2 separate regions of the Anas platyrhynchos genome follow, and region 1 is linked to region 2. A link is a contact called in public Hi-C data. All regions are on one chromosome and are shown on one strand. Each heading gives the region's core, a stretch centred on a gene start, on an enhancer-like site or on the middle of the called end of the contact. The rest is flanking DNA. Distances are from core to core; before and after follow the strand shown. Region 1 overlaps N4BP2 (NEDD4 binding protein 2). Region 2 overlaps CHRNA9 (cholinergic receptor nicotinic alpha 9 subunit).

What was found. Hi-C and Micro-C count contacts between places; a contact is called where the count stands out from the background.
Region 1: a Hi-C map of liver shows a contact between it and region 2, with 3 times the contacts expected there. The contact joins two enhancer-like sites. A contact is called at or near these places in 2 of 8 Hi-C or Micro-C datasets (liver and skeletal muscle).

What each region holds. Positions count from the first base shown.
Region 1 is chr4:55,764,165-55,770,044 of IASCAAS_PekinDuck_T2T, forward strand. It overlaps N4BP2 (NEDD4 binding protein 2), which reads right to left. Exons shown (of 18, transcript XM_038178168.2): 18 at 5,730-5,880. Among named protein-coding and RNA genes, the nearest start is that of RHOH, 5.6 kb to the left of the region's middle. Within about 2 kb of position 4,282, at least 1 of the 8 cell types and tissues checked has an H3K27ac peak or open chromatin away from gene starts, as enhancers often do.
Region 2 is chr4:55,709,866-55,715,750 of IASCAAS_PekinDuck_T2T, forward strand. All of the region lies in intron 2 of CHRNA9 (cholinergic receptor nicotinic alpha 9 subunit), which reads right to left. Among named protein-coding and RNA genes, the nearest start is that of CHRNA9, 11 kb to the right of the region's middle. Within about 2 kb of position 2,401, at least 2 of the 8 cell types and tissues checked have an H3K27ac peak or open chromatin away from gene starts, as enhancers often do.

The sequences.
Region 1 (5,880 bases), core at 3,032-5,531, 56 kb after region 2:
CTAGGCACGTCACCAAAGTTATAAACAACATACAAAGTGTGTGTTTACTCCATAAAAACCTTTTTTTTTTTCTTTTTTTTAAATCATCATTTTCAAAGGGGAGCAGGATAAAATGTGTGCAGTCAAGATGTCAGCAGCGCATTGGAGAACTGGGATGCTGCTATTTGCTTTCTCTTGAGTTCTTAAGCAGTACCAGACGGGTACATTGCCCAGACCCATTTCAACCTGGGGGTGAGCACATCCCCTTTCCAGGGGCAGATACCTCAAAGAAAGGGGGACCTCCTTTCAGCATGGAGGAGAGCATCACAAAAGTCTCTAAAATGGACCCAGCATAGAAGTATCTGCAGAATTACTCATTGTCAGAGAGCCAAATCTGAAAGAGGAAATGAAAATGCAGTTTCACAAGCAACTCCTACATGGATTTTGGTAATATATATCATGACTTTGCCTTGGTGAGTTAAGGCTTTGGTTTCTAAGCAAGCTAACACAGTGGTTAGGCCCCCCTCAGCTTGGTGTTGCAGTGGCACAGTCTGAAGCGTGTGGTGGTAACACAGAAGCCAAACCCTGACGTGAGGCTAACCCTCAGCTCAGCTCTCAAACCTCAGCTGTCGAGCCCCTTCCAAGGCTCTGCCTCTGCCCTGAGGTGTGCCAAAGGATCCAACACAGCTCCAGTGTGGAGGGAGGGGCTTTGCACTGCTACAGAGGAGCTGGGGCCACAGCCACCAGCAGTATACTCACTGGGCAGGGAGGGCCAAGGAGCACCTCCATCTGCCCTGAAACAGCAGATCAGTCCCCATAGTAACATGGAAATATCATCCTCCATCGCCAGGCTTGCCCCACACTTCAGGTGGCCATGGAGCACCCCTCAGCTACTCCTGCTCCGGGGATCAGGCCCTGGGCCACCCAGCGTCTGGGTGCAGCATTGCTGAGACGGGTGTGAGGCATTGAACTGGGCACGTCTGAGTGCAGACTTCTCAGGCCTAACATGGAAAACCCCAGGTTGTGCAAATGGTGACCAGGCTTGGGTTTGGCTCTAGAACTTGGGTGTGGGCAGCTACATCATTATCCGGCCTCCTTTCAAGCCCAATTGAGCTCTGTTCCATACAACGAACCCGTATGCTGGTGGAGCTGCAGCAGGCAGAGATTTCCCTGCTGTTTGAGACCTCGGTGTTCTGTAGTCTTAACAACAAAATTACTCTTTACTGCCTTTAATTTTTGAACAGATTAGCTATTTCTTTGGGATGTTTCTCTCAAGATGTGGCTGTCAGTGGCATATGCCATGCAACAAAGCTAATGTTTACTCTCCTTCCTTTCTTGTTACCTGACAAGCAGAAAAGTGACGATCGCTTCGTGGTATAATTCCTCCTGTGACGCCAGGAGGGAAGTGGCAGTCAGGACAACTTATGGGAAGTGCTCTCCTTTAGAGTAACTTGAAAATCTACTTCCCCTTTCCTAAAAGGGAAGAATGCTTAGGTACCATACTGAGGGTTACTTAATTCCCCCCAGATTTTGTCTTAAAAGCAACCACATTACTTCCCCAAAACTCAGTATTCTTCCCTAGAATCAGGTAGACATCCTAATTCCCCAAACACCAACCAGCCCAATTAGCATGGGCACAAGCCCACATCAGTTTCTGTAACTGTCTGACCTGTGTAATATTCCCTGCCACCAGGGACAGCTAAACTTCCTGCCCCCCATCTGGCTTTACCATGAGGATGATCCTAGTGGCTTTGCTGAAACCATGGAGGAGGCTCCATGGTTTTCTCCATGAAGTCGTGCCCAAGCTGAAGGACTTCATGGCTTCATGGTCAGATCAGCCTCCTGCCCTCACCACCCTGGCCTTGCCCAAGGGCCACAAAGCTGAGGTGCTTTCCTGCAAAGAGAAGCAGGGGAAGAAAGAGCTGAAAGAGGCCAGAAGCACTGAGGAAACGCTGGTTCCTTCTTCCATTCTCCCGGGGAAGAAGAAGAGGTCTGTCACGGCAGGGAGCTCCCCTGTGGCTTGTCTACATGCCACTGCAGACGCAGTAAAAAAGGGCAATCTGGAATGGAAAGGATGACGCACAGGTGAGGAAGCCTGCTTTAGAGGTGGGAGTTGGAGGCATTGCCTTTTGAGTTAGCAGAAGTCAAGCAAACACGTAACGCTCCCACAGCCTGACCTGACAATACAACCATTCCTCCCATTCACAGATCAAACACTGATTAAATCTGTGGCACATGCGCAGGATTTCCATTGTTCGCTGTGCTGTCTGGTGTCTGCTGCCAGCTATGGCAGTGTTTCATGGAGTGGAGGTAAGCGTTTCTCAAGATAACACAAAAATAATAACGATTCACATGGTTGCTTACAAAGCTTTTAAAAACAAGTGTTGTCATGGAAGCACTGCCACACTCAAATGTCCTACAGCCCGAAGAACGTAGCAGCTATCACATCCTGATCAGACAGAGGAAATGCATCAGCGTTTAATATTTTACTATTATTTTAGCACACTGCAAGTCAGGTCAAATGTCTCCTGAGCTGTATGAAAAGCATTCCTACTCACAGGGAGGACACAAATGTAGTTTCAGACCCAACACCACGACAGAGGATACAAAACAGCTTAGGGCAATAGGGAGGAAAGCAAAATGGTGTCTTTTATCCTTTGCCCCCACTCCAAAGCTGCCTCAGTCTTTTATGTTTTCACAGCTTGGGTAGCAAGTTCAGATAGCACGACAGCACAAGGGTCTCAGGTCATGGGGACCTCTGGTGGCACTGGGGATACACGGCTGCCTTTGTCAAACCCTGAAGTGGCAGAGAGAGCCTAAATTCTTGTCTCTGAATAGATGCCAAAAGCCCCATTTGTCCACCACCAAGCTACCAAAACTTCAAGTCCTTCCCTTCCTCAGAATCGGCAGCACAGTTTTCATCTCAGTCAAGAGGAAGATGTGTGGCCCTCTTACAACATGAAAGCTACGTAAATGAAGCTAACACACAAAACAAGAAGCAAAACAAACAAAAACAGAACCTGGCCGTGGGACAAAACATGCTACTCACAGGATGTTGAGCCCTACCTACCACATGTATTTAATTCAGCAAAACCTCTGAATGGCGCATCCTGGCAGCAGTCTGCTTCGAGCTGCTGCTTTGGATACGTCAGTGCTGCTCTGTGGGGGCTGGAGGAACGGGGCTGCCCCGACAGTAGTGCCCCAACCACTCAGGATACCCTACTACACAATCCCGCAGCACCCCAGGATCTCCTGGACATCTCCATGCTACCCACCCACCCATGACCGATTGATGACCTTCAAGGTCCCTTCCAACCCCAGTCATTCTGTGACTCTGACACCCTTCCCTATCAGCTCTTACAGATCTGCCCTAGCATTTACCGGCCTCCCAACTCACCTATTTCTGTGTCCCATAGCTTCCCCCAATATATTTTCCATTGAGGTGTAGGAGAAAAAGGCTGGGGATCTGACTCAGCATCCCAAGTGCTCCAGGTACTCCCCAGCACTCGGGAACATGGGACAGACCAACCTCAAGGTTGGGAAAGGCTCCTGGATCTGGCAGAAGGGTGGAAAGGGTAAAGGGGCACCATGAGGTTGGCAAGAAAGGCCCTTTCTCAGGGCAATGAGTCATGAGACAAGAGAGCTGTTAAATACCACACTCCTAAAAAGCTAAAGCTCCCAACAAGCACTCCAGACAAACACATGCCCTGTGTATGTGAAAGGCTTTCTGAGAAAATCCTCAAAAGACAGCATTTCCAGGACATACAGAAACCAAGCAACCTTAAAGAAAAGGGGACATTTTATCAGGTGACAACAGTTAAGAAGCCATAGCTAGCCCAGCCAGGCTCCGTGACACATAAAGTCAAGCAAAATCAAGAGAGTCCTTCCCCATGAGCTTTCAGGATGACTCCGCCACCAGCAACACCCACGGCGGCACAGGACTCCACAGAACAGCACTTCTTTCCCTGCCAGGCTCTGAACAGCAGCCAGACAGCCAAGCTACAAAGAGCAGCGCAGGGCAGCAGAAGGAGAAAACCCAACGTTATCATCTCCAGATCTAAGCACAAAACGCACTTCTGGGTCTTGCCCATCTTCAGCAAAGAACAGCAATAACCTTTTGAAAACAAGCCCAACCCCACCCATACGCAAAGAAAGAAAAAAAAAAGTCGCCAAAACAATACTCTGAATACAGTACTCTTCCTCTGGGGAAGAAACAAACAGCACGTGATGTGTAATAACATCCTCCAGTGCGCCTCACAGGGAAACAACAGCTCAGGGAAGGGCACAGCAAAAGCTGCTGCCACCACCACTCTATGTCATTAGCAAGGGCACCACCTATTGTCACAATACCTGATGTGTTCCGCCAGCACGTACCACTTTTAATTGCATGTTAATTATTCAGGCTGAAATTTACTGTTTGCCTGTAAAAATAATAATTAAAAAAAATATTACCCTTTAATTTTTGATGGTAACGTTCAAACCATTTCCATAGGGAAGGACAAGTTAGAGTACTCCACCTCTCGTATTGATGAAGGCAGAAGGACTTTCAGAAATCCTCAGAGCACCAACAAGTAGAAGTTTCCCAGCTGTAAGCAGAGAGGAGCTCAGAGGCGGCCCAGCACACAGGGAACTAAAGGCATAACCAAATCAGCAGCTGTCGGATCAGGACAGACTGTTGTAGCCAGGATAGGAACCATGCTGGGTCTCCGTGTCCAGCACTGTGTACAAACACTGCTGTCCTGCCTCCAGAGAGTAGCAGTACCTCCACTTTAAAACACTGCAGTTTGAGAAAATAACCCCCAAGGTGGCCCTTGCTGCCAGAAACAGGAATCAGTAAGTAATGAAAAAAAAAATAACTAGACGTTACTCAGGCTGTGGTATGTAGCTGTGCCTCCGAATCAGCCATGTCAAATCTAAGCTAGCTTCTACCAAGCTTTCATGTTTCCAAACCCTGTTTTCCCTGCTCTTTATCAGTTTTTTAGTTGGGGCTTTGCTGTACAAATGCACACAAACCTGACTTGTTTCTGCAGCGTATCCAAGCTATAAGGCAAAGAAATCATAGGAACAAGTCTGCAGGAGCCAACTCACGTCGAAGTCAGTCCCCAACCAGAGCTACTGAAACCCGCTGGACTCCAGCCAGCACTCCGCTCTCAGGTGTCTGCCCACCCCTGCAGGAACACGATACAGCAATACCCGCACTCGATCTGCACCGAGCAGCCTTGGGAAAAGCTAGGACTGCTAGCTATAAACCCACAGTCACACAGCAATTGCTCTTCCTCAGAATCCATCCAATTATTGCCTCTGACCTAAGGGGTCTCACCAAAGGAGGCCTGCCCAGCACACTTTCCTCCACTGATAAACCATCTTTACAGTGCTCCTACCTGCCCCTCTGACGTACTCTGCCCGCACTCTCCTACACAATAAGCTGGGCCTAAGCAGCTTCTCTTCAGCTACTTCAGGGGAAAAAAAAAAAAAAAAAAAAAAAAAGGAAAAAAAAAGAAAGAAAAAAAACAACCTGAAACCATGACCCTCATTTTCAGTAATGTGAGCATTCAGCTCCCACTCACATCACTTAAAATCAGGCCACAAATCTGTTCCTTTTTACGCCTGCAGATGGTTGCTTTCTCTCCCTACAGATGGTATCCCAAAGCCAGGACAAGTGGCTTTCATGCAGAACTCCGAGTCTACTATTTGACAAAATCTGATACGAGCTGAAACGCAGTCTTCCAAGGAGAGACAGAAGGCTACACTTGTGGCAAAAATTCTTTATTAAACTAGATTTTGTAAAGTCCTTTTCACATTAGAAATTCTAAATGCAAATTACAAAATTGTATTTCAGTAAAAAATGAAAGTTATAGTTAACAGCAAAATTACAACTTTATACAAATAAAAAAAATATTT
Region 2 (5,885 bases), core at 1,151-3,650:
TACAGCAACTGCCAGGCCTGACAGCACAGGCAAGGTTTGCAGAAGCACAACACAGCTGTGCAAGCTACAGCTTCCACTGGCAGGGACAACTCCGTGATCAGTCCATGGCACAGGAATCAGGAGCAGGACTGGATTCTGTAGATAAAATGCTACTTCCCAATGTAGTACAATTTCCCAGGTGAGCTTAACCAGGGTTTAAAAATGGTTACAGAATTACTGGAACAGCTTTTGCTTTTAGCAAAAAGACTCACAGGAGAGAAGTGTGACTGTAAAGCAATACCACGGCTGGACTCCCTTTACCCCGATAGCCAGCTCGTTGTTAGCTCTGCCTGTATTCCTCATGTTGCTGAGTTAGTTCCCTCGCATCGCAGGCATTTCCTTACAGGTTTATCACAAACAAGAGGAGGTGACTTCCTCCTTCCCATAGAGATAAGTCCAATGCCCCTCATCATATACTGCAGTGCCATCCTATTAGGACAGGTACCAAAATAGTCATTAAAATGGACAGATGAAAAGGCAGAATGAACTGTAAGTAAAAAAATAATTGTTCCAGAACAGTTCAGATACACACAAAAAATACTGTGTGTATCTGAACTGTGTCCCTAAAAATAATGTGTCCCTTCACAGGCACAATTTCTATGTAAGAGCACTGTGGAGATTTTACCTTTTTAAACCTGCTCCACCAGAGGCCCAAGCAGTGTCACTCTCTGGCTTGGCTCAGGCCAGTGGCAGGTCCCTTTTGGAGCCAGCTGGAGCTGGCTCTGATCTGACGTGGGGCAGCTGCTGGGCTCTGCTCACAGAAGCCACCCCTGCAGCCCCCCCCCTCCTACAAAGCCTTGTAACATAAATGCAGTACAAGTACCAGTCACTGGATAACGTCTGCGCTTTAGTGGGGTCTGTAAATCAGTGACATTTATGGCCAAGTTCAATGGGAAGCACTAAGTAATTTCAGTCAAAGCACCTGTAATGAAATCCATCTCCCTCACTTCAGTTGCTTGTCAAAAGGGGGGAAAAAATGGAAAATAGTTTAGAAGTCAAGAAGGTCAGAGCAGCCCTTAGGCAGCATGTTAACTGGCTTTTCCTGTGGGTAAAAAGGTGTATGCTGTCAGGTGACAAAAGTTAGGGACAAAGTTTGGGGGCGATACTGTCACATCAGTGCTTTCTCAGGTGATACCTTGAGCATAGTTTATCATTTTTGTCAGCAAGCAGCTACTGCTTCTTACTAATTACAAGGGAATGACCAAGGCACTGTTTTAAGTGTGCTGCTATAAGCACACAGGAACCGATATGAAGTTTGCTTTGCCACAGGCTGTGGGCAATCCTGTGAGCAGTTACACCTGCAGTACAGCTGTGCTGGGTAGCACAGCCTGATACACAGAAACTCACACAAAATCACATATTAAAGAACCCTGAACCTTTGTTTTAAGGTGTCCTTTCCAAATAAAATTGCAGGTTTTCAAAATAAGAAAATGAGGCATGCTTGCATGTGTTGATTACTCAGTTTATTCCTATGCACGGGTTTCATTTTATTCATTATAAGCTTGTGAAGGAATAGATCATAACCAGTACTTTCCAGTCAAATATATCCGGGAGTTGCCACATACAGGGCATGCAGGCAGTGAGCCTGCATACAAAAGACACTTACGATGCTACATTAAATGCAGTGCTTATAAAAAAAATATCCAAAAGCCTTCTCAATATTAGAGTTAAAAAAAAATTATCAGTACACCAGACCATTCAGCTTTTTTATAAGAAATTTAATCTGTAATTTTAAACCAAATGTCCCTTAAGTAGACATTTTGTGTAAAGAGTAATAACATTATTTGTTATTTAATGATCTGAGAGATTCATCTACAAACCCACACTTCCTTGCAATATAGTTTTAAATTGTGGCTTAATCTATGGTAATACAACTCCCAGATGAAACATCCCATTTAACATTTGAATGGAGCATAAATTTATACTCAAGCAGTTCTCTGTTTTTACAGTAATAAGTTCTGCTACAGAGTCGGGAACTGACACAAGTACAAAGCAGCTTACAATGATAATTTCAGAGTCATGGATGTTTGCAAGTCAGAAGCAAGTCATTAACCTCTCCCCAAACTAGACTTGCTTCCAGTGAAATCCGAAGTTCCCTCCTTAGAGTGCGTCCACCAGCAGATGGCCCTGTTAAGCCAGCCTACTGGTTTACCCAGACACTCCAAACTATCTTTGTTTATTGCATAAAATCACATCACATTTTAATCTACTTTGATTAATTTCGCTGATTATTTACCTTAAATTTAATACAAGATTAACAACGAAAAGATGTTCTTTTAAAGAAGATAAGCAGAAGGAACAGAACTACTTAATGGCTGAATCTGGCTCTTGGATCTGCCTAACACACCCGAGGCCAGTCACGGGAGGATCTCAGTGCGAGCAAACATAAATCACTGTCAACAACTGCACAATGTGAAACCATATTTAGAGCAGAGGCTGCTTCTGCTGAGGCAGAGATCAGTTAAGGCACAACATCCAACCCTAGTTGCATATGATTTTATTCAAACATTTGACTTTGTGGGTACACGTAAGGGCCATAAGCAGAGCAGAACATTGTTTTCATGTTTACATTCAGGGTACCATTCGTTCAGCAGTACACTGAACCTGTATAACACTCACATGCCATGCAACTTCTGATGGTTGTATGGACAAGCACAGGTTGCAATCAAAACATCAAAAAAATGAATTCAGTGTACTGCCTTGTAAGGTAAGCTTGACTTTGCATATACCTTAAGGACAGACCAAAGTCAGGGGGAGATATTTTCATATTAATAACTTCCAGTTTTACATATTTATCTTGGACAAACCACAAACAAAGCAGGAAAGAAGTTTAAAAACATTTTAAAAGTTTGTTCTTTCAATTAAAGATACCTTTACTCTCCTGTCTAAATAATTATTTGTTCCTGAAGCTGAGGTTTTGACATGTACAGTTTCAGTAAAAGTTTCAGACTTTTTTTAAAAATGTATTTTCATCCTTTTTTGCATGGAAAACATTAAGAGTTTAAGCCTCCAACTGGAAAAGCTACAGATACTGTATTATCACAGGCCTCAAGGCTGTCTGCACCATTTATAATCCATCCCTTCATCAGAGAACAATAAAGAAGAACAGATTGGTTTCTAAGCACAGTTTGTAAGAAGTGTCTCACAGTCTGCTTCTACTTGCTTTCCTGCCAATTTTTCTCCCCAGAAGCTGTTGTGTTCACATTCTTCACAGCATTTGCTACAGAATATTATCTTATGATGGGGTCAAGCAGCACGCTAACTCCTCAGAGTCAAGACTCCTCTCCTTAGACGAAACAAAGTCCTAACAGCACAGGTAACAACAGCTCTTCTTGCCAGCAGAACAGCCTTACCGTGCATGCTCTGGAGAAGCAGAACACAGCACTTCATTTACATGCAGCATGTTTCTCTCCACCTCATTTTCTCAACCCACCTACTGCTTCCTCCTTCCTTCTCTCTCAAAATCCCCTACCACCTGAAACTAGCATACTCATTCATATTTTCTTCTTCTGTCATACACACAAGATAGGAAATACACTAGGAAGTGTTCAGCATGTTAGGTCATGAGATGATGTGGAATATTAGCCACATTTTCCAGAAACAGAAAAGCCTAATTTAAATGTCAGTCTTTTTTTTTTTTTTTTTTTTTCTGAAAGTAAATTTAATTTTTGGTCCACTTACACATACAGCTCTACCAACCACCTTGCAGCACATGAAGCAGAGGAACCTTTTGTCCTGAGAAGCCTTGCATTGTTTAGTAAGATCTAAATTGCAGTGCATTCATCCTTTTTCACCAGGACAGGGTATTTTATCTGTTCTTGCAAAGCATTCAGTATCTGCCAGGGTTAAGAACAAAGCTATTTTATAGCTTTAGCTGTCAGAAAGCTATTTTATATACAGCTCTCTCTCATTGGGGTCACTTCCAGCTTTAGATCATGCCTTTGAGTGGCTGATCACAGGATCTATGCTCTACGGAAAGACAGCCAGTCTGATGCTCTAAACCAAATTGGATTATTATAGAAATTTTTTACCCAGTTACAAGAGTGTAGAGAGACTCAAATATCTTCTGCCTGATTGCTCTTGCGACATGGAAGACAACAGAGTACCTCAGCCTTGAGAAGTAGAAGGAAGCCCCCCAGGTACTGTGGTACAGGCAGATGACAACTGTAGGATCCCCCGAACACAATTCCATCGGCTCAGGTGGACTTCACAAAAACTGACCAAACTCAGAAGTTTACTGAAGACAACTAAAGGGCAGACATCATTTCAGATGCTAACTCAGAGGTAAATTTTATCTTTAAAATTCAAAGTGGAGGGGAGGGTCAGAAGTAACATCCTTATAAAGAGGTAGCAAAACATTGTATACATGAGGGAATCTACATAGAGGCAATCCCTAGCACCCCCTAAGATAAATGCTTTCCTGGTAAGCTCACATCTACCTTGCAACACAAACTAAATTACATCTAAACATTTGTATCCTTATCCAAGTTCCCTGCAAAGAGCTAAGATTAATATTGTGTACTAATACAGAGCAGCTGGCTGCAAAGGCAGGATGCCAAAGATAAAGTCAAGAAAGAAACCAGACCATAATGTATCAATCTAAACAGAACTCCAATTGCAGCATGACTGCTACCGCAGTATTCATACCTGCTACTTGGCCAGTGTTGCACACAATTTTGCTTACACTGTAAAACACATCTAGACAGACACTAAGCAGACATTTTTGTCACAAATTTTGGCATTACCTAATTGTTTCAGCTCCATCTAATCATACATAACAGTCTACCCAGGGAATTTCTCCACATTTCCAGGATTTAGAGGAAGAAAAAATTGCTTTACTGAGAATATAGATAGTTCCCTTGACAAACCACTCCAAGAGTGGTTTTCTAAACTCATTAAACTAATTTCCAAGCTTACAACTACTGCAAAGTTGCCTACTTATATATATATTCAGAAAAAAAACTCTAAATTACCACAATACAAAAGCCTTATTTGCGCATAACAAACTTCAAAATAGGATGAGACAAGCACTAACTACTCATCTCTGAGGGAAAAGAACTTTTTATAAGTTCTAGCTATTGAAGCTTCTTACAGTATGTGCATACTTTCATTCTTCAGGCTTCCTCCCAAGATGCATCTGAGGCTGGGAAAATTTGTTGGCTTTCCTTTTTAGCTACTTTTCTGAAAAGTGAGTTTTGATCACAAGAATGCTAGCATAAACCCAGAGCAACTCTACCTTCAGAGAAATTATTCTGGGTTTGCACTAATATTAATACGACCAATATTGATTTCTTAAGTGTCCCTTTTGAAAGCAGCTTGACAGGAAAGAAGTGGCAGAAAACAGAGAAGACCCCACAGAAAAGAGATACAGACCTCTCTACTCATCTAACCAAAAATTGTTCATTAAGTCACTGATATGGCAAATCAGGTTGACCTCCAAGAAAGCAGCTCTGGCTTCATCTCTAACAGCAAGGGACCTGAAGCTTCTTGTAAGAGAGGCATAACAGCTGGATACACTCCTTTTCCTTGCAGACTCTGCCAGTTTTCTTTTCCTGTTACAGAATCTGACCAAGCTGCACCATCAAGAACACACTGCCATTTGTGCTAAAACTTGGCCATGCTCAGCTCACTCAGACGCCAGCTCAAAACCAGATGCCCACAATAAGCAAACCATCAAGAACATTAGGTCTAGATGCTACAGCCTGTGAGGGAAAGAACAGACAAGCCAACAATTAGAACAGACTTCATCTGAGGCTGAACAGTATTAAAGACATTTCTTGCATCTCACTCTCTAGTGCCATGCTCCAGTTAGCTGTGCACTTCTCACAGAAGTGGTACAGGCAGCA